7 separate regions of the Mus musculus genome follow, and all the other regions are linked to region 1. The links are chromatin contacts, called in public HiChIP or PLAC-seq and promoter capture Hi-C maps. All regions are on one chromosome and are shown on one strand. Each heading gives the region's core, a stretch centred on a gene start, on an enhancer-like site or on the middle of the called end of the contact. The rest is flanking DNA. Distances are from core to core; before and after follow the strand shown.

Region 1 (2,791 bases), core at 139-2,638:
TCCTGTTTTAAAACACATTCTCTACTCAGTCTTAGAAGATGTAAATACCAAAATCTTTCTCATCTCTCCTAGGTACATTTTTGGGAAGACTGCAAAAAGCCTATTTCCTCTCACCAGGAGGTAAACGCTAGTGGGATAGACTACGCATCTAATCTCATGATCACCAGTATTACATAAGCTTAAGAGATTCAGGTGCATGGGGTCGCAGAGGTGGGAGACGGGAGGCGTTTAGACGGGAATCACGGTTAAAGGAGTCAAAGGAAGTGGATATAGGAGGGAGCAAGGTGGCCATGTTACTGGGTCCTACTATGGATTAATCGGAGTGCTGGAGTCCTAGAAACGAGATAAATGTAGTGTCCGCACAGTGAGAAGTGTGACACATTAAAGCAAAGCACAGCTATATTATGTCTCACACATCTTTTATAAATGCAAACCTTACAGGGATTCACAACATAAAGCAGGAAGCAAAAATCTGCAAGTGGTCCTGCAGGTCGGACCAGTAAGTGGGCTTGCAGGACACTGCGGGCCCTAAGGCGGCCACTGAGACTGGCCAGGGCTCCGCGGCGCTGTTCCCTGTGTCCGCGGGCGGGCAGTGACTCGGTACCGCCCAGGGCGTCAGCGTGACCCGAGGCTCTGTGAACCCTGAACTCACCGCCCCAGCGGGCCGCACAGACCGGGGCAGGCGTTTTCTCGCGCACGGGGGTGGGGCTTTTTCAGGCAGCTAACTAAGATGGTGTCGGCTGGACTGTCCGGGACAGCTGCCTAGGCGGATCGAGTGAGGGCCAGCAGCCGGAAGGACCACCGAGCCCATTGTCCCGCCCAGACAGGACAGTGAGGAGCCCGCAAGTTCCAGACTCGAAGGACCGAAGCACAGGCAAGTACGCCGTAAGGACCTAACAAATGTTTAAGAGAACGCCGAAAGCGCGGGGAGGCGGGCCTGACTCACTGTCACCATCTCGCGACAGCAAAGTGACGTCGCACAGCAAGCGCGTGGTCTTAGTCTTTCACCTTCAGACGCCTCAGTTTATGGGCCTACTCCTTTAAGTGAGTGATGGACAGCGCTTTTATCCAATCATGTTCCTCGTCAACATCCAATCAGATTTAAACTTTCTTCAGCCGCCGGAGAAGTTGGAAGACTGGGGTCGAAAGAGAGCGAGCGAGTGAGCGAGTGAGCGAGCGAGCTCTTTGTCTCTCGCGAGATCGGAGAGAGCCAAATTCTCAGGAAAAAACGCCTGAACTGATGTCCAGACTTCCCGATAGTGATTTAAAAGACGTGGCCACAAACCAATGAAAGGGAAGAGAAGGTGGGATCGCTGCGTTCGCCGTGCTAGAAGTACCGTTACAGGGCAGAGTTTTTGTCCAATCAACGCTTCTAGGCTTTGGGTCAGGTGACCATGAAGTGCGAGGGGCGGAGCTACAGCCTGGCGCGAGGAACCGTTAAGATAGACAACGAATATAACCAATGAGGTACTGGGATTAGGGCGTTGGGAACCCAATAACAGCGTCGGGGCGGGCGCCTTCCCGGAGCGCGGGGAGATGTAAAGACGGACAAATAGTTTTTCCAATGAGAAGGCTGAAGAGTGAATTAATTGACCAATGAGGTCTGCGGGGCGGGAGCCTTTGCCGCGGCGGAGTCCAAGATGGCGGCGTGCGAGTCCGCTGTGTGAAACGAGCGCGGGGTGGCGGGTTAGTCAGCTCCGCAGAGACGACCTCCGGCGACCCTCAACAATGAAAGGAAAGGAGCGCTCGCCGGTCAAGCCCAAGCGCTCCCGTGGCGGTGAGGACTCCAGTTCTCGTGGGGAGCGGAGCAAGAAGTTAGGGGGCTCCGGCGGCAGCAATGGGAGCAGCAGCGGGAAGACGGACAGCGGCGGGTCGCGGCGGAGCCTTCATCTGGACAAGTCCAGCAGCCGGGGCGGCAGCCGCGAGTACGAGACCGGCGGGGGCAGCTCCAGTAGCCGCTTGCACAGTTACAGCTCCCCGAGCACCAAAAATTCCTCAGGCGGGGGCGAGTCGCGCAGCAGCTCCCGGGGTGGAGGCGGGGAGTCACGTTCCTCCGGGGCCGCCTCCTCCGCGCCCGGCGGCGGGGACGGCGTGGAGTACAAGACCCTGAAGATCAGCGAGCTGGGGTCCCAGCTGAGCGACGAGGCGGTGGAGGACGGGCTGTTTCACGAGTTCAAACGCTTCGGTGATGTAAGTGTCAAAATCAGTCACCTCTCAGGTTCTGGCAGCGGGGATGAGCGGGTAGCCTTTGTGAACTTCCGGAGGCCAGAGGACGCGAGGGCGGCCAAGCATGCCAGAGGCCGCCTGGTGCTCTATGACCGGCCTCTGAAGATAGAAGCCGTGTACGTGAGCCGGCGCCGCAGCCGCTCCCCGTTAGACAAAGATGCTTACGCCCCGTCATCCAGCGTGGTCGGGACCTCAGTCGGTAGCCACCGGCACGCCCCTGGAGGAGGGGGAGGTCAGAGGTCGCTTTCCCCTGGAGGTGCTGCTCTGGGATACAGAGACTACCGGTTGCAGCAGTTGGCCCTGGGCCGCCTGCCTCCTCCACCCCCGCCACCATTGCCCCGAGAGCTGGAAAGAGAACGAGACTATCCGTTCTATGACCGGGTGCGCCCGGCCTACAGCCTGGAGCCGAGGGTGGGAGCTGGAGCAGGTGCGGCTCCTTTCCGAGAAGTGGATGAGATATCACCTGAGGACGATCAGCGTGCCAACCGGACACTTTTCTTGGGCAACTTAGATATCACTGTGACGGAAAATGATCTCAGAAGGGCTTTTGATCGTTTTGGAGTCA
Region 2 (2,791 bases), core at 97-2,596, 1.4 Mb before region 1:
GATTTACAAAACAGTTCAACTGATTAGGAAGATAGACATTGCTGATAGCTGAGATAAAAAGTCCAATCTATGAGAGAAGGGGGCACAGGAAAGAAACGATTCGCTTTGGCTATGCAGAATTTAAAATACTTTTTATTGTGGTTTACTGTACCAATTCCCACAAAGAATTTATGAGTATGGAAGAATTATAATATCTACCTCTGAAATAGTACAACCAGCTAATTCAGCTTTTTATAAGAACTTGGTATTAAGGGTGCTCGCTGATAATAATAAGAGAACCACTTATTGAACAGCTTCGATGTGTCAGCAGCTGTGTTAACCATTTCATAAACTTTACCTCCTGAAGCATCATGACAGACCTTATTAGAGGAGGTCTCATTATCTGTGTTTTACAGCTGAGGAAGCTAAGGCTACAGAGGACAGACGCCTAACTGGTTCAAAATCAGTCAGTAGGAAGAGGCCCGAGCTGAAATTCAAACCCAGGTCTGGCTGGTGCTAACACTATCTCTATACAGTTTTCCATGACACACATATAGTGGTCACGGCCATCACCACAGAGATGCTGAAACTAGAATTTCTTTAACAGGTGCCCAATCCTGTAAAACATTAAAATTTCATCCCAGTGGAGAAATAGGCAGTGGCTATAGATAATGTAATGTAACCAACGTCATCAGCTTCACAGCAGAGACTCTAGTTTAAACATTTGATGAACAAGCTAAGATCTATTTTTTGGTGAACTTGATATGAAGGCATGAATAGAATGGGAATGCAAGCCGCCGGAGCGGATTAAATTCGCCATCTCTGCTTTTCCTGGGAACCAGCGATCCTGCAGTCAGAAGAAGTTTGCTTTCCCAACATCTGGAAACGCCAGAACTGTGTGTGACACTGCCTCAAGAACTGAGGCTCCTTGTTCAGACTTTCACACGGGACCCTCTGTTCCTTTCACACAGGCCTCTTTCTTTCTCACATCTGCCTCTTGGAAGACTTTCCCAGGGCGGGACTGAGCCTGCAGGGAAAGAGGCAGTGGACTGGGGCTCCTGGGTTCAAAGTCTGAACTAGACCCAGCTTGAACTCTGATGTTTATTGTCCCACTTTTCGCCATCTGAAGGAGAAATTCGAGGACAATAAGCTTCTAGTTGGCGGAGGATCTATCCGCAGCAGAGGAGAATCAAGCGCTACAGTCCGAGAGGCAAACCCCACACACAGATCTTTAGAAGGAGGGAGCCCTGGCTCGTCTAGCCCCGCCCTCCACCCGCCTAGCCCCGCCCCACCGGTGCCATTGGCCGGTCCAAAAAACGCGGGGCGTTGTCAGTTTGAATGGGCGAGCCTGGAGCTAGGCGCAGGCGCAGAGGAGTACAGGCGCTGAGGGAGCCTTGCTGGCGGTGAGACCCTCTGAGAGGCCAGGGGGAGGCCGAAGCTCTGGCCCACGTGACCTGCCGGGGGCGGGCGCCCGGGGCGCTCGCCAGCCTCCCGCGGTGCCCCTGCTTGGCTCGGCGTCGCCGCCGGGACCCGACTTGGGGAAGCGCCGCGGTTCCTAGTCTACGGCCAGAGGCGCTCATCCCTGCAGCGGTTCCTTGTTCTCAGGAGCCGCGGGCCGGAGGGAGGTGAGCGGAGCCTGAGGGGGTGACCCAGTGGGGTGTGTGGGGGCGTGGGGCGGGGGTCTCTGGACCACCGAGGCTCGACGGGCTCGGGTGACGCTGGGACCCGGGAGCTCCGTGGGGGGCTTCGCACCCGCACCATTTAGGCTGTTGTCCCCTAAGTGAGGGGAGACTGGGGATCGGGCTTCTGCAGACCTTGAAAATACTTGCTGGGATGCAGCGACTTCACGCGTTTTCCGAGCGTAACAGACGGTGGATACAAAGCCGAATCCCAGTGGATTCGAATCCCAGGCACGTCGCCGGCCCCGGGTCTCCACACCAGACACCTTTGTCAAGTCACATTTAAACTCCTGAACTTTTCGGATCCCAGACTTACTGGCAAGCGAAACTGATAGATCGTTGTAACCAGCTTTATAGCAAGCGTAACATGTTTGAGATCTTAGCCGGAAAGCTGTAAACTTAGTATCTTCAGATGAAAAGTGGAAAACGTAATTTCCTTGTATTTTAATGGTAAACAATTAGGTGGCTTTAACAAGTATCATTTGAACTCTGTTGAAACGAGTAATGATGGCAATGTTTATTTGCCTTAATGCATTATTTAAACGCCGGGTAGACTTAGAATAGGTAAGTTCTTGACTCTCCTCTCGGTGCTTTGTGTTGATTGGACTGCTGTGTGGTTTGTGTTGTAAGTTTTTGTCACCAGCGAAGCAGAATTTTCAGACTGCCTCTTTGGAAGGCTAAACTGAAGATTTTCCGGCTTGTTAGTAACCATCGTGATTGCTTCTGGTAAAGAGCACTTTTGCCTGGGGTTTCGACGTGCTAAGAGCAGAGATTCGTTCCGCCTAAGTTCAAAAGCGAAGGTTCCTGTCCTTTGACTTGAGGGCAGTGGGGGAGTTCAGGGATGCCCGGCCGGTTCTAGGCATTCATAGGCCCCTCTTGCAAACTATTTCTAACTTACAATTCGAGGATTGGACTGGTTATGAATTCAGAGACTGTGGAGTATTGTGGAAGCGTGTCCCACGGAAAAATAGTTTAGCTGAATTTTCAGTAGGTCAGACATACACTATTACAAGTATGTTTTGATGTAAACCTGAGATTTAATAGTAGGCTAGTTACAAAGGTAATGCACTATATATAGTGTGGCTCCCCACACCTCACCTCCTCTGTACTTGGGTTTGAACTCTAAACCATGT
Region 3 (2,791 bases), core at 127-2,626, 1.4 Mb after region 1:
TACAAGGTTGTTAGTGGAATGTGGGTGCTGGGTGTCCAACTTGGGTCCTCTGAAAAAGTAGTTAACACTTATCACCACTGGATCATCTCTCCAGACCCAAAATAAATCTATTTTAATCTTTGAGACAGGGTTTTCCCTACTTCCCTACGTACCTATGGCTGGCCTGGAACTGGATATGGAGAACAGGCCGGCCTCCAACTCACAGAGCTCTGCCTGCGGCTGCTGGGATTACAGGCAGCACCTATACCCAGCTTCCACCAACTTATATAAATTCTGACTTTCTTTAATCTGCTTAATTCTGAGAACTCCATACACGCATACAATGTAGTCTGACTATATTCATCCCTAGCTTGTCCAACATTTACCCTCCATCACCTACCAACTTCATTTCTTTGTCTTTTTTAATGCCAAAGCCTACATTTCTCAGCCTGACACTCAAAGAAAGGTGGGATTAAGGACTGTCCAGTGACAGAGCAGTTGCCTAGCAAGGTGAGTCAATTCACAGCACATAGCAAACACAACAGCAAAAGAAAACAGGAGGCTAGGCACGGTGGCACACGTCTTTAATTACAGCACAGAGGAAGACTTCTGTGAGTTCAAGGCCAGCCTGGTCTACTTAGTTTCTGGGACAGCCAAGCCAATAAGGTAAACAACCCTGCTTCTAAATAATAAAACACCTTTTCCCATCCTACCCTGTACCCAACTCTTCAATTCCAGGGGAGGGGGATCACTCACCTGAATCAGAAGCCACTAGGATACCTTTGTCCCCCACCCAAGTGAGGTCAGCTACTCCAGCCTCGGTCTGGACGCCAGCAGAGCAGAAACCTTCGTTGGGGGCCGCACTAGGATCCTTGAAAAACCACAGAGAACCTACCCAGCAGCGACCACTCAGGCTGGAGACCCCGAGCAGAAGGGAACCATCTACGGTGGGGAGAGCAAAGTTATAAGGTGTCAGATGGAAGGCCTTGTTTCTATGGTAACCTCACAGAACCCCGTGGCGGGACCAGTCTGAATCTGAGATCGGATTTGTGGAGCTGAGCTGGGGCAGGGCCAGGACGCCAGGTATGGCCGAGGAGGGCCACACGGCGCTGGGAGGACTCGAGAGGGTCAGCACCGGGAGAGGGCACCCGAGACTGGGGGTAAAGGGGCTTCCAGGCCCCGGGATCTCGGCTCACCAGACCGGTACCGTGCAGCCTCCAATTGACGTTCCATGCATGCGGGCGCATTGGGGGGCAGGTTCCACTCGCGGGCCGCCGGGGGCACGAGCGGAGGAGGGGTGTCCTTCCGCATCTCCACGATTCCAAATCTAACCTAGACCCAGACTCGACGAGAGACCCTGACTCGGCGCCGGAGGGACCGCACACGTGGTGTACCTCTGCGCAACCGCCCCTCTCCGAGGGAATTCGCTCTACTTCTCGCGAGAATTGTGTCTACCCTTCCAGCCTGCTTTTCCGTCTCCTGTCCCCGCAGCGGGATTTTGTTTGTTTCCCTCCCTCAGCCCCACCCATTTTTTCTCCTCTTCTCGCGATAGTGGGGAGGGGGCGGGGAAAAAGCCGAGAACTTCCGAGAAAAAGCGAGCTGATCTCTTCTCGCGAGATGTGCGAGCGGCCATCTTGCTCCTGCCCCTGACAGGCTCGGGTCGGGGTCACAGGGACACGGAGCCCGCTGTCCCGCTCTTCGCAGACAATGCTGTCCCGGGTGGTGCTTTCTGCTGCCGCCACAGCGGGTGAGAGACGTAGAGCCTAGGTTAGCGTAGCAGGGTGACTAGGAAGAAGCCAGGCCGGGGAGGCGGGAAGCGGGTAGAGGACGGACTGCGGCGTTTGGGCCCGAGCTCACCCACGGGAGCGATCTGGAGAGCTCCCGGGCCGCCCAGCATCTCAGGGCGCGGCAGAGACGGATGCCAGGGCCGACACCCGGGAAGGTAGAAACGCGATTTCTCCTTGACTTTGCTAACCTCCGTCTTGTGTATTTCCAGCCCCGTGTCTGAAGAACGCGGCCGCCCTAGGTCCAGGGTGAGTGTCACCACGTCTTATTCTCTTTCCATTTCCTAGCGTCAAGCCAAAAATTGCTGTTTTCCTTCACGTTAGCCAGCTTGCATACTCATTCGGACGTTTGTTCTTCTAATTGCCTTGAACATGATCCTGTTCCTTCCTCTGACAAACACCAAAGAGAGGCTCACCCCTCGTTGTGACCTTCAGCGACACACAACCAAGTTACTGGCTTACTTACCCCCAAGGACAGATCTGGTTAAATACAGCAAAATAAAACCTATTGTTTTGGGTGTCTTCCAGATTTCCATCTTTTATTAACCATATCAGGAGGCCGAAAACACATATGGCTTCGTAAATGCTTGTGTTGATGATCACATAATGTGACAGTGGATAACTTTGTGGAGATCACAGTAACAACCCTAGTCCTAGAGACAGCTACACAGTAGCTCCATCCTCTAATCCGTCAGTAAGACTCAACTCGTGAGGATGCTTTGAGTCTGACTACTTTCACTACCATTGTTACAGCATGAAGCCGCTGCCCACAGTTCTGAAATGGACAATTTCACTAGGCTTTCAGTCTTAACATCTGTTTTTATCCCAATACAGTCCATTCTCAATGTAGCAGAGAGATCTTGGCAGTTCCCCCCACTTAAAACCCTTCAGAGCTCATATCCCTATTGCAATAAAATCTAAACATAGCAAAACCAAGAAAACCTGAATTAACCTCATCTGTGTCTTGGGTCTTTTTTTATGTACTGTTAATGCCAGCCCTGCTTTCTCCAAAGAATGTCAAACTCTTT
Region 4 (2,791 bases), core at 94-2,593, 1.3 Mb before region 1:
AAAAATCTTCCTATGTTGCCTCAGTTTATGAAAAAAACCTGCGTTACTCTATGACTTGTCGGTGGACACCAGTTAGTTTGTATCATTTTCTCATTGCCTCAACTACAACACATGTACTCCAGTGCGCACAATAATAGTATATAAAAAAACATACTCATACAATAATAGAGGACATTTTGTTACTGAAACATATGCTCCTTTAATCCTTACAAAAACTCTTGGAAAGGGCACCACTGTCTCAATCCCAGAAAAAACGGGTAACATGCCCATGGCCTCTGAGCTCTGAGAGGTTCCTTGGAGGTTAGGGTTCAAAAGCGGGTGAGGAAACTCTGCTGGGTCTTATCACACAGGTGGGAAAACCAGAAAAGGGGCTTCTCACAGGGGCGGCCTCTGGCTTAGCTCTTAAGATGTGCAGGCTGATTGACAGCCACGAAATGGAAACCCTCAAGAAAGTCACTGATTTCAAAGAATCAGAGGTCTAACCAACCAGCCAAGCAGGACTAACCGGGTTAAGGGAAGTCAAATTCTCGGTTATCTTAGAAGCGGGAAGTCGCTATTTAGCTCACGCGTGTTCTTGTCCTTTCCTGGCAATTGAGGTTGTTTTTTTCTGTTTGTTTGTTTGTTTGTTTTTCGAAACGAGGTTTCTCGGTGTATCCTGGAAACGCTGTAGACCAGGCAGGCCTCGAACTCAGAGATCCGCCTGCCTTTGCCTCCGGAGTGCTGGGATTAAAGGGTGCCCACCGCCCACCAGACAATTTTCATTTCCAATATGTGCCCAGACAACGCTGAGAAGAGCACTTTTATAATCAGTATCATGGAGAAAACCTGACGTTTTGCACCTAATTATAAACCCACAGACTTACAGCATCAACTAACTTAATATACTCAAATTAAATTTGGAGTTTCATACCATTACTCCAACAAATCCAATATATATATATAATTTTTTGGCCGTCAGTATTTGTTGCAGATTCTGCCAAGGTTTCAGATAACACAAGCAAGGATGCTCTTGCCCCAGGGTGGGCCGCTCGGTATATTCGCAGGGTTAGCCGAGACAAGGGGAATGACTGGCGGGCGCTGTCTACCCGCGTAAGACGGAACAGGGAATCGCCACGGGCCCAGGCCCCGGCACCTCTCACGCTGCCGCGCCGCCTCCCACGCAGACCCGCGGGCCGCCCCGACACACCGAAGAGCGCCCACTCACGTCGAGGGTCCTGCCTGCTCTTTCAGAGGGACCCGGGCCAGCCCGGCCGCGGAAGACGCCGAGCCGCCTACCTCAAACACGGTGCACTCGGACTGGAGTCCCGAGCGGACTCATCGACTCGCTCGGCCCGCAGCTGTGCGGCCTTCCCGCGCGCGTTGCTGATTGGCTGCGCCGCGGGGGCGGAGGCGGGGGCGGGACCAGGCCGCGCTCCTCTGCTCTGAAGTAAGGGCTTTTCAATTACCCAACCACCAGTTCAGTTCAGACGGTCGTGGCTAAAGGAGCCAAGTACGTCTAAATAAGTAAATAAGTAATAAGTAAATAAGGAAAGAAAAGAAAGAAAGAAAGAAAGAAAGAAAGAAAGAAAGAAAGAAAGAAAGAAAGAAAGAAAGAAAGAAAGAAAGAAAGAAAGAAAGAAAGAAAAAGAGAGAGAGAGAGAGAGAGAGAGAGAGAGAAAGAAAGAGGGGGGAGGGAGGGAGAGAAGGAGAGAGAGAGAGATAGAGAGAGAGATCTACTTCGAACATAACTTTCTAAGTGGAAGATAATGGTTAACTAGTACTATATATAGTGAGGGAGGCAAATGGGAGTTTGGACGTAAGGTTTGTTTTGTGTTTATCTTCAACTTCTGGCTTTGCAGTTTCCAAAGTGTCCAAAGAGGAACCCCACCCCAGAAATGAATACAAAAACTAACTGGCAATGAGACACTGTTAGTATTTAATTTGGTATTCTTGGGTATACATACATCATTTACAACTTTTTAAGATTTGTAGTCGTTTTAGATTTATTTCATATGTATGAGTGCTTTGCTTCATATAGTATGTGTTCCACGTGCGTGTCTAGTACATACAGGGGTCAGAAGAGGGGGTTGGATCCCCCTAGATAGGAAGTCCCAGATAATTGTGGCACCAACACGTATTTTCTTTTTAATTCTGATTGTGTTTCTGCATATGAATGCAGTTGCCAGCAGAGGTCAGAGCTGCAGTTGCCAGCAGAGCATCAGGTACCTGAGATGCAGAGTTATCGGTGATCTTGAGCCACAAAACTCGGTTGCTGGAAACCGAACTTGAGTTCTTTTAACAGCTAAGCCACTTCTCCAGCCCCATTGCTACTGTGGCTGGTAGCCTTTCAGATGTAGATGATAAGATCCTACTGCTGTAGCAACCATGTGTGTACAGAAGTCAAGATGGAACTGGACTGAATGCTTACTCTGGAAGGTTAGCTTTCATAACATAAGGATGCCTTATGGAAGAAGTCACCAGCAGTCTTGCCCTGCTGTGACCTTGTATGTTACCCGGCTGCCCTCCCAGGCAAGATGTACCCACATTTGCAATAGTGGCAAACTGTTAAGTGGGTAGCCATCTTCTTTCCAGCTTGATTTGAGGCCCACTCCATAGGAGGGGATTCATGTCCGGCACAGTAGACCTGATCAAATCTGCGTCTGGGAGGTCAATGCCCTAGGGGGGAAGCTACTGTTCTTTTGCTGACTAAATGTATCATACATATCAAGCAGCCTTCCAAATATTTATGTTTACCCAAACATTAGTACTGCCTTCAGCTTTGGGCAAAGAAGCTTCATTTTGCAGTAGTAGT
Region 5 (2,791 bases), core at 104-2,603, 1.3 Mb before region 1:
AAGAAGTGGTATTATCTGTGAAAAAGATTTACAGCCCTTTTAAACCTGTATGTTAATTCCTGTGCCATTAACTTTTTATAGCATTCTATGAACTCTCTACAACAAAGGGGGGAAACTAAGTGTCAGGATTTCAACCGATGAATCTGGGTGGAACAAAGACTTCTCCTCTCATTATGCAGTGAGAACCAAGTTGCCAAAAAAAAAAAAAAAAAAAAAAAGCTCCCCTCAGACGACACCCTTCGTAGTTACTAGCTGCATGTCTGGATGTACAGGGGGGAAATCATCAGGTCAAATACTGCCGCTGCCTACTTGGTTCCTACCCCTTTGCCAAAGGCGTCGTCCCAGAGCTAGAGCCCCAATCTTTTTCTCCCCAATACAGCTAAGCAGCTTAACCCTCTGAGTTCCATAACCTCCGGTGTCTTACGCAGGCGTCCCCGGGAACAAATCACGTTCGAAATTCAGTCGATGCCCCTGTCCCCACCCTCCCAGACCCCACAGGACTGCTCCTAACAGCCACTGGCCTGGCGTCAGAAAGGGCAAACCCGGATCCCCCACAAACCCTCAACCCCGCCACTCCCTACCCATTCGCCGGCCAAGGCGAGCAGGGAAAGGGACCAGCGCGCAGCCCTCAGTCTCGCCCCAGCCCAATAGAGGGGCGAGGCAGATGCAGCCCAGTCAGCCCTCCTCGCGCCCCTCAGCAGCGGCGAGGTGGATACTCCATACCAGGGCGAGGGGCATCGCCCAGCCGCCCGAATCAGACTGGCAAGTAGGGGAAGGTGTGGTCCAGCAGTGGCGGCCTGGATAGATTGCCTGGCGGGTCCCAGGTCCTGTCCCCGAGACACCCGGGCCTCGCCCGCATCCCATCTTCTCGCAGTCGCCACCAAAGCCTACCCAAGACACTCCTCCCGGCTGCGAACGCCGCCCAAGGGGCTGTGGGGTCTGCGCCGCATCAGGCTAGTGACAGGTGGCGACGGGTGACCATGGCAACCCACGGTGCACGGCGGCCCGCCCCCGCCTCCTGGAATCCGCTCACCTGAGAGCTCCGGGCGGAGCCGGCAGAAGCGGTGGAGGAAAACGCGGAGGAGAGGCCGGCGGCCAGAGCCCCGAGACAGCCAATTCCAGTCTAAGGCGCGAGCGCGAGGGCGGCGGTCTGGGCTAAGCAGCCCGCACGTCAATCCATCAGCTCGTCAGCCGGTCCTGCTCGCGTCCGCCCCGATCCCGCCTCCGACCGCTCCGCTCCGCGGACTGCGGTTGTCAAGCGCCGCTGGAACGGAGCTCCAGCCGCCAGCTGCAGCCAATCACTGCTCGTCCCTGGAGCCGCCTCAGGACCCCTCCTCGCGAGGCGGCTAGGCAGGTGCCTGAGCAGAAGAGTCGGCTGGGCCAGCCCAGGAGGGTAGGGCGGGGCCTAGAGGCGGGGCCTAACACGGGGGCGGGCAGAATCTAAGACTGACGCCTGGAGGCTCCTGGCCCTCGCCTTCTCTGCTCTTATGGTTTAGGAGATGACTGTAAGGAGAATGTAGGCCCAGAACCTTCGGGTGACGCTATGTTATGTCCCAAAATAGCGTGGACAGGTGTGGTAGTTTGAATGAGAATTGCCCCCATACTCATGCATTTGAATGCTTGTCCCCAGTTACTGGACTGACAGGAAAAGATAAGGATAGCAGTTCTCAACGTATGGGTCCCAACACCTCCTAGGAGGGTAACATATCATATAATTTCAATTCATAGCAGTAACCAACTGGTCTGAAGTAGCAACGAAAATAATTTTATGGCTGGGGGTGAGGAGGCCACCAAAAGATGAGCAACTGTATTAAAGAGTCGCAGCATTAGGAAGGTTGAGAACCACTGGATTAGGTGTGAACAAGTTGGAAGAGATGTCACTGAGGGTGGTCTTGGAGGTTTCAAGAGCCAGTCCTTTCTGGCTTTTTTTTTTTTTTGTAAGATTTATTTATTATATGTAAGTACACTGTAGCTGTCGCCAGACACCCCAGAAGAGGGCATCAGATCTCACTATGGATGGTTGTGAGCCACCATGTGGTTGTCAGGATTTGAACTCAGGACCTCCAAATAGAGCAGTCAGTGTTCTTAACCGCTGAGCCATCTCTCCAGTCCCAAGCCAGCCTTTTCTTCGTTTTATGTCTGGTGCTTGTGGATCACGTGTAAGCTGTTAGCAACTGCTCCAGCATCAGGCCTCCCTGTCTGCTGGCACATTCACTGCCAAGACCGTCATGAACTAACCCTCTGGAACCCTGAGCTAAAAATTAAATGCTGTCTTTTATAAGTTGCCTTGGTCGTGGTGTTTCATCACATCAATAAAAAAAGTAGCTAGGACAACCTGTCTGACACTTCCAAATGTCTTCTGTGCACTGGGTTTGACTCTTAATTCTACTCCAACGATTAACTAATAAAGCTTAAGTGAAATAAATACTCCTTCCTTGCCCTTTTCCGTACTCCATCTCCCTCCATGAAAACCATCCCCTTCCAGGCTCTCCATGTGTAAAGCTAATCCTATCTTGAAGCACTTAACAAGGCTGCTGTTTTGAACTGCCCTTTTATTTACAGTAGTAACCTCACTCCTACACATTTGTGTAGTAGTATTCCCCCAGATACGTACTGCTCAAGGAGCTGAACCTCCAGGAACCTTAGCATAAAGAATCCAGAACTCAGGAGGCAGAGGTAGACTTATGAGAGATTTACCTGGCCTGGTTTACATAATGAGTTCCAGCCAGCAAAGGCTGGGACCTCAAAAACAAACAGACAAAAAATCCAGTTCAAGATAAATGGCCAGGTG
Region 6 (2,791 bases), core at 108-2,607, 1.2 Mb before region 1:
TCCCTATAAACAAACATATGCAGAACAATATACTCTGAAAAGACATGTTCAAAAGCTTTCACCACCTGTAATAAAAACACTAGAAAGTACAACTTACATTCTTTCGAGAAAAGTCTCTTTCTCTTCCCCTGGCCACCTTCCGCTCCTCCTCCAATTTCTTCATTCTCCTCCTCAAACTAGAAATTTTAAAACACGGACATGGCAAATGATTGCAGTGCACGTGATATTCCCTCGAGTCTCCTCCTGCTCGCCCTCTTTGTGGAGTGCTGTGAATTGAACCCACGAGCTCACGATGCTAAACAGATGCTTGACCACTGAGCTACACCTCCTGCACTCTTTTCATCTTTTTTTTTAAAGGCATTTATTATTTATGTGTATTGTGTGCCTACATAAATGTGCCTGCTGTTGCCCATAGAGGCCAAACTAGGTCTAATCGCTGTAGGTTGCCAGATGTGACAGCAAATGCTCCTAAGCACTAAAGCTATCTCTCTACACTTTTTTTTTTTTTTTTTTTGAGACAAAGTGGTCTCACTATGTGCCCGTGTCTGCCTGAACTCACGGAGATCCGCTTGCCTCTGCTCCTGAGTGCTGGGATTAAAGGTGTGCGCCACCACGCCCAGTGACCCTTTTTCATTTTCGAAAGTGAGAAGCTAAAGCAAACTGCACAAAACCACGAAAATTTAGCACCAAAGGGCTCATAAGCCCTAGTCCAATTCTCAAGTCGTGCAAGAAGGCTTTTATTACGGCTGCTAACAACCTTACAACCGTGCGTGTGTAAAGTTCTAACGACCTCAGGTTCTGGGTTTGGTTTTAGCCAATTTAGTTGTCACACTGCTAAGCAAGACTACTGTAAAAACCTGGTAGTTTAAAATCTACTCTCTGCTGTCATCGGAAGCAACTGATAAAGGGCTAAGAACTTTCCTTAACTGGGCTGGACTCTACCTCACAAGAAAACCGATGCCAAAGGAGAATTTGGATCCCAAGCTTCCTGTCTTTAGTTCATCGTTTCTCCGCTATCTTCACTAGTTTTGTCAGCATCTGGGCTGCTGGTTCCGCTTTAATCAGCTTTGATCTCCTATGACCCTCTAGATGTCTTAGTGTCGGGAAGATCCAGGTCAAAGAGAGACCCTTTCTACTCTTCCTTCCCGTCTTGTCCCACGCACTGACTAAGGTAAACCAAAAAAGGAAAACACCGCGGAGCCCCCGGACTCTCGGCGGGAATCCCTAAGGCACAAGCGGGTCAGACTCTGCCTCCGCTAGTGATCCGAAAGGAGTGAGGAACCAGGCTGAGACAGGCGCTCACTCACGGTGGGGTCTTCCTCCTCATCTGCCATGCTAGCTGCTCGCCAGCCTTCTGAACCCGCCCACCGGCGGCTGGCGAGTTTTATAAGATACGTACGTCACTTCCGGCCTGGCCAGCGTTGCGCAGAGAGGCGTGCGCGTTCATTCTCCTACCCAACCCCGGCCTTGGGATTGGCTGGAAGTCAGTGACGTGCTCTTACGTGTGGAATCCTGAAGGAGGAATTAAAAATTACAAAGAAGCCAGGCGTGGTATACTACGCCGGGAAATCTCTGCACTTGGCAGGCAGAGGCAAGAGGGCTTCGAGTTCGAGATCAGCTCAAGTTTCATGAGCCCATGTCTCAGAAAACATAAGTGATAAATTTGTGCATACTTACGGAGGCTCACAAATGCCTGTAAAAATAGGATGACTTTTTGCCTCTGGGGCTGATCCACTCAAGTACACAAGCCCCATGATATTATATATAGTATCTATATTATTATATAATTATATATCTACTTTCTTTTATGTAAATAGGTGTTTTGCCGGCAAGTATGTGTACCATGTGTGTGCAGCACCAAAGAAGCCAAAATAGAGCAACCGATTTCCTGGAACTAGAGATAGACGATTGTGAACCGCTATATAGGGGCTAGGAATCAAACTCAAGTCTCTTGAAAAGCAGCCAATACTCTTAACCACGGAGCAATCTTTCCTGCCTCCGTTAATACGCAATATATATATGTAGTTTGGGTTGGAAGGTTGTTTTGCGCTTTTTTTTTTTTTTTTTTTTGGTTTTTTCAAGACAGGGTATCTCTGTGTAGCCCTGGCTATCCTGGAACTCACTCTGTAGATCAGGCCGGCCTCGTTCTCAGAAATCCGCTTGCCTCTGCCTCCCAAGTGGTGGGACTAAAGGCGTGCGCCACCACTGCCCGGCCGTTTTTTGCTTCTTCTTCTTTTTTTTTTTTTTAAATTACAAAAGATGTGCTAGAGAAATGGTTCAGTCAATAAAAGCTCTAGCGGAATAAGCCTAAGGCTCAGGTTCAATCCCTGGGACCTGTATAAAAAGTGAAAGGTGAGAAGACAGAGTCTGCAAGGTTGTCCTCTGGCTTCCATACACAATAATAAGAAAATATTTTAAAATTATGAAAGAGCTAAGTGTAGTGGCACTCGCCTTTAATCCCTGCCTTGGGAGGCAGAAGCCAGAAGATCTCTTTGAGTTAGAGGCCAGCCAGGGCTACATAGTCAAAACAAGAAAACCAAAGCTCGGCAGTGGTGGTCCATGCTTTTTGTCCCAGCACTTGGGAGGCAGAGGCAGGCGGATTTCTGAGTTCAAGGCCAGCCTGGTCTACAGAGTGAGTTCTAGGACAGCCAAGGCTACACAGAGAAACCCTGTCTCGAAAAACCAAACCAAACAAACAAATAAACAAAAAGCAGAGACATTAAATATATCAGAAAGATGGCAACACAGAAAAGGTGGAAATAGGGCATAAATAAATATGTATAAATATGTA
Region 7 (2,791 bases), core at 217-2,716, 1.1 Mb before region 1:
GATGACAGTCTTCAAGTATTTTCTGCAAAGACTGCAGCTCTCTATCCTTAACATTTATTATTATAACTTCTCTTGGCTGCTTTCCATTTTCCAGCCGTCCGATTGCTAGATACTCAGGAAAGTGTTCTTTTTAGGAGAAGACACAGGAAGGGGAGAGCAGGTTTGTGGGTTCCGTGTTAGTTAATGTTTTCTACTGTGTGAGAGCAGTAGGTTTTTGGTTTGGTTGTATGTGTGTTTGGTTTTTGAGACAGATTCTCACTACACAGCTCTGGCTGGCTTGGAGTTCGGTATTTAGAACAGGCTGGCCTTGACTTTACAGAGCTCTCTACCTCCGATGTGATATAAAAGGCACCTACTACTAAGCCTGACTAGGTTTGGGTTTTTTGGAGACATGCTGGCCCTGAACTCATGCACCCGCTGCTCCCACTCACAAGGGATGCACATGGACATGCACTACCACATCTGGCCAAGAGAGGTAATTTCAAATGAGGTCTTCTCACTTTAAGAGTAACAGGTGTGTGTAGGTTGGGCTTGGTGGCACACCCCTTTGATACCAGAGACTCCCCAGGAAGAGGCAGGCATCTCTGTCTGAAGCCAGCCTGGTCTACATAGTGAGCTCCAGGACAGCCAGGCCTATAGATTCTATCTCAACAAACAAAACAAACAAACAGACAAAAAGAATAACTTGAACGTGTTGATAGAATAGCCTGGCAATGCTCAAATTACATAAACATAGAATAGTTTCAATCGTAAATATAAGCTACAACTTCTTGCAAAGGTCTATTGGATTTGGGTGAGGGATATGTGAGAAGAGAGGTGTGCTCATCTCATGGACTGTCTTCTGACACCCAACCCTTCTTCCCCTGGTTTTCAACACAAAACTGTAGCCAAAGCTGCAGGAGACCGGGAGGGGACAAGCTCAGATTATCCTGCCTCCTAGCCTCCCTCCAGTGTCTCTGTTTATTAAGTCCATCAGGGTCTCTAACCTTGTCCTTTTATCTCAGGGGGGCTTGGCAAAGGTTTGTTGCGGGAGGAAGGGGGTAGGGCTAGTATAAAAAGAAAAATAAAGGATGAAATGGCACACATCTTTAATCCCAACATTTTGTTTGAGGCTGGCCAGGTTTACATAGTTGCTAGTCAGAGCTACACTGTGAGACCCTGTATCAAAACAAAAAGCCCCAGGGCTCGAGAATCTTGAGGGTAGGTAACTGGGTGTGTGCTCTGTAATCAAGATAGAGGAAAACTGGCATCTGCAAAGTGCATTGTCTTCCAAGTCAGCTTCGGTCCACACCGAGATACTCCCTTCAACCAGAGGAACCTGAGGCATTCACGATTTCAGTGGGGGGCGATCAGAAGGCCTTTCAGTAAGGAGTTCAGCAGAGAAACAACCCGCATAAGGCTACCACGCCCTTTTCACTTCTCACCACTCCCTCTGGACCCTGCCTAACACTGCGGCTTCCGGCGAGCTAGGCGCCGCCCCCTCCCGGGCTGCCGGGTGCCTGCGCAGTGAGACCAGGTCAGCGCGCAGGCGCAGTGCATCGTCCACCCGCCGCTTACAGTCCTCTCTTAGTGTTAACTGGTGAGGTAGAAGGATGGTGCTGGACCTGGATTTGTTTCGGGTGGATAAAGGAGGGGACCCAGCCCTCATTCGAGAGACGCAGGAGAAGCGCTTCAAGGACCCGGGGCTGGTGGACCAGCTGGTGAAAGCAGACAGTGAGTGGCGACGATGTAAGTACCAGGAGCTCGCAGTATCCCTTGAATCCCTCATGGCTTCAGAGGTCACAGCTTACAGCTTTTGTCAGATGCTCCCGCGACTGGCCGGCTCTACCGGCTTGTCCGTAGAACAAGCTGGGAACCGGGCTTGTCCCCCTCTCCCTGCAGCTCCCGCGGCCTGGGTCCCTCCCCGCGCGTGCTCTATGCTGACTGCCGCCAGTGCTTTAGGAAGGAGCTGCACGCACGCACGCGCAGGGAGAGCTGTCAGGCCCTTGCGTAGCTACAGCAAGCCAGAGCTGGAGTTTTACTTGGGGGGCGGGCTGGGAATTAATTTTCTATACATTTTGGTCATTCTCAGTGTTTTATTCGTCTTTAGCAAACCCAGCGTAGTCCTCCGGGTTTTGCAGGGATCAAAGGCTGCTCTCTCAGACTGAGTGACTTCTGCAGCACCCTAGGATTACTCCACCCCAGTCGAACCATCTGGGGACTTTGGAGGCTACTCTTGACTAAATGCAGTGACCCTGAAATTTGGGGTGGCCACTTCTCCAACCCTGAAGGCATACCTTTAAGAATCAGGCTTTTCCGTGCTAGATCAGATAGGACGGAGGGGTGCTGTAAGGCAAGAAAAAGCTTGTAATTACTGAGGATGGTTGTGATTTGTGGTAGTTTTCTGGAAAAGACGTTGGCAGCGTAGAAGTGACCCATCGTCATTCAGGAAATTAAAAGAAGCTCTAGAATCCTCTGCCTCCCAAGTGATCACCTGGCAGACCGGATGTTGTCAGTGGCATGTGACTCGGGTAGTCTGATGCAATAGGTCTGCAACCAGCTGAGAACCTGGTTTATAAGAGCACTGCTAAGGCAATCCCACGATCCAAGAGTGTCTCCCTCCTACTCCCACCCTCCAAAATAAACAGGATTTCTTTCTCTCTGTAGCCCTGGCTATCCTGGAACTTGCTCTGTAGACCAGGCTGGCCTTGAACTCAGAGATCCACTTGCCTCTGCTTCGAGAGTGATCAAGGGTGTGTGCCACCATACCCATAGGGGTGTTTTGTGGACATGATTTTACTGTTAAAAAGCT

What was found. Promoter capture Hi-C pulls out the DNA fragments that hold promoters and counts their contacts. HiChIP or PLAC-seq counts read pairs in DNA pulled down with a chosen protein or histone mark. Capture Hi-C pulls out chosen DNA fragments and counts their contacts.
Region 2: a contact with region 1 is called in an H3K27ac HiChIP or PLAC-seq map of cardiomyocytes, with 4 times the contacts expected there. The contact joins the promoter of Gpsm2 here to the promoter of Rbm15 in region 1. A contact is called at or near these places in 2 of 39 promoter capture datasets (liver and pre-B cells) and 1 of 115 datasets of contacts at active chromatin or transcription factors (cardiomyocytes).
Region 3: a contact with region 1 is called in a promoter capture Hi-C map of liver, with 3 times the contacts expected there. The contact joins the promoter of Wdr77 here to the promoter of Rbm15 in region 1. A contact is called at or near these places in 16 of 39 promoter capture datasets (the 3T3-L1 cell line, 3T3-L1-derived adipocytes, the C10 cell line and 11 more), 21 of 484 Hi-C or Micro-C datasets (CD4 T cells, CD8 T cells, the G1E-ER4 cell line and 10 more), 22 of 115 datasets of contacts at active chromatin or transcription factors (cardiomyocytes, differentiating embryonic stem cells, double positive thymocytes and 14 more) and 5 of 9 other capture datasets (adipose tissue, embryonic stem cells, liver and 2 more).
Region 4: a contact with region 1 is called in a promoter capture Hi-C map of pre-B cells, with 3 times the contacts expected there. The contact joins the promoter of Clcc1 here to the promoter of Rbm15 in region 1. A contact is called at or near these places in 3 of 39 promoter capture datasets (cranial neural crest, liver and pre-B cells).
Region 5: a contact with region 1 is called in a promoter capture Hi-C map of pre-B cells, with 5 times the contacts expected there. The contact joins the promoter of Wdr47 here to the promoter of Rbm15 in region 1. A contact is called at or near these places in 2 of 39 promoter capture datasets (liver and pre-B cells), 1 of 484 Hi-C or Micro-C datasets (muscle stem cells), 1 of 115 datasets of contacts at active chromatin or transcription factors (embryonic stem cells) and 1 of 9 other capture datasets (adipose tissue).
Region 6: an H3K27ac HiChIP or PLAC-seq map of microglia shows a contact between it and region 1, with 13 times the contacts expected there. The contact joins the promoter of Taf13 here to the promoter of Rbm15 in region 1. A contact is called at or near these places in 2 of 39 promoter capture datasets (liver and pre-B cells), 3 of 484 Hi-C or Micro-C datasets (B cells, CD8 T cells and erythroblasts), 2 of 115 datasets of contacts at active chromatin or transcription factors (microglia and thymic regulatory T cells) and 1 of 9 other capture datasets (adipose tissue).
Region 7: a promoter capture Hi-C map of erythroid cells shows a contact between it and region 1, with 3 times the contacts expected there. The contact joins the promoter of Sars here to the promoter of Rbm15 in region 1. A contact is called at or near these places in 3 of 39 promoter capture datasets (erythroid cells, neutrophils and pre-B cells).

What each region holds. Positions count from the first base shown.
Region 1 is chr3:107,331,886-107,334,676 of GRCm38.p6, reverse strand. It overlaps Rbm15 (RNA binding motif protein 15), which reads left to right and starts at 1,388. Exons shown (of 2, transcript NM_001045807.1): 1 at 1,388-2,791. The coding sequence starts at 1,597.
Region 2 is chr3:108,720,854-108,723,644 of GRCm38.p6, reverse strand. It overlaps Gpsm2 (G-protein signalling modulator 2 (AGS3-like, C. elegans)), which reads left to right and starts at 1,346. Exons shown (of 15, transcript NM_029522.2): 1 at 1,346-1,604.
Region 3 is chr3:105,958,083-105,960,873 of GRCm38.p6, reverse strand. Wdr77 (WD repeat domain 77) reads right to left here and starts at 1,376. Exons shown (of 10, transcript NM_027432.3): 1 at 1,176-1,376; 2 at 736-921. The coding sequence starts at 1,290. Atp5pb (ATP synthase peripheral stalk-membrane subunit b) reads left to right here and starts at 1,611. Exons shown (of 7, transcript NM_009725.5): 1 at 1,611-1,726; 2 at 1,976-2,012. The coding sequence starts at 1,687.
Region 4 is chr3:108,652,465-108,655,255 of GRCm38.p6, reverse strand. Clcc1 (chloride channel CLIC-like 1) reads right to left here and starts at 1,343. Exons shown (of 12, transcript NM_145543.2): 1 at 1,276-1,343.
Region 5 is chr3:108,589,840-108,592,630 of GRCm38.p6, reverse strand. Wdr47 (WD repeat domain 47) reads right to left here and starts at 1,353. Exons shown (of 15, transcript NM_181400.3): 1 at 1,034-1,353.
Region 6 is chr3:108,570,265-108,573,055 of GRCm38.p6, reverse strand. Taf13 (TATA-box binding protein associated factor 13) reads right to left here and starts at 1,357. Exons shown (of 4, transcript NM_025444.2): 1 at 1,308-1,357; 2 at 98-176. The coding sequence starts at 1,334.
Region 7 is chr3:108,443,934-108,446,724 of GRCm38.p6, reverse strand. It overlaps Sars (seryl-aminoacyl-tRNA synthetase), which reads left to right and starts at 1,466. Exons shown (of 11, transcript NM_001204979.1): 1 at 1,466-1,728. The coding sequence starts at 1,593.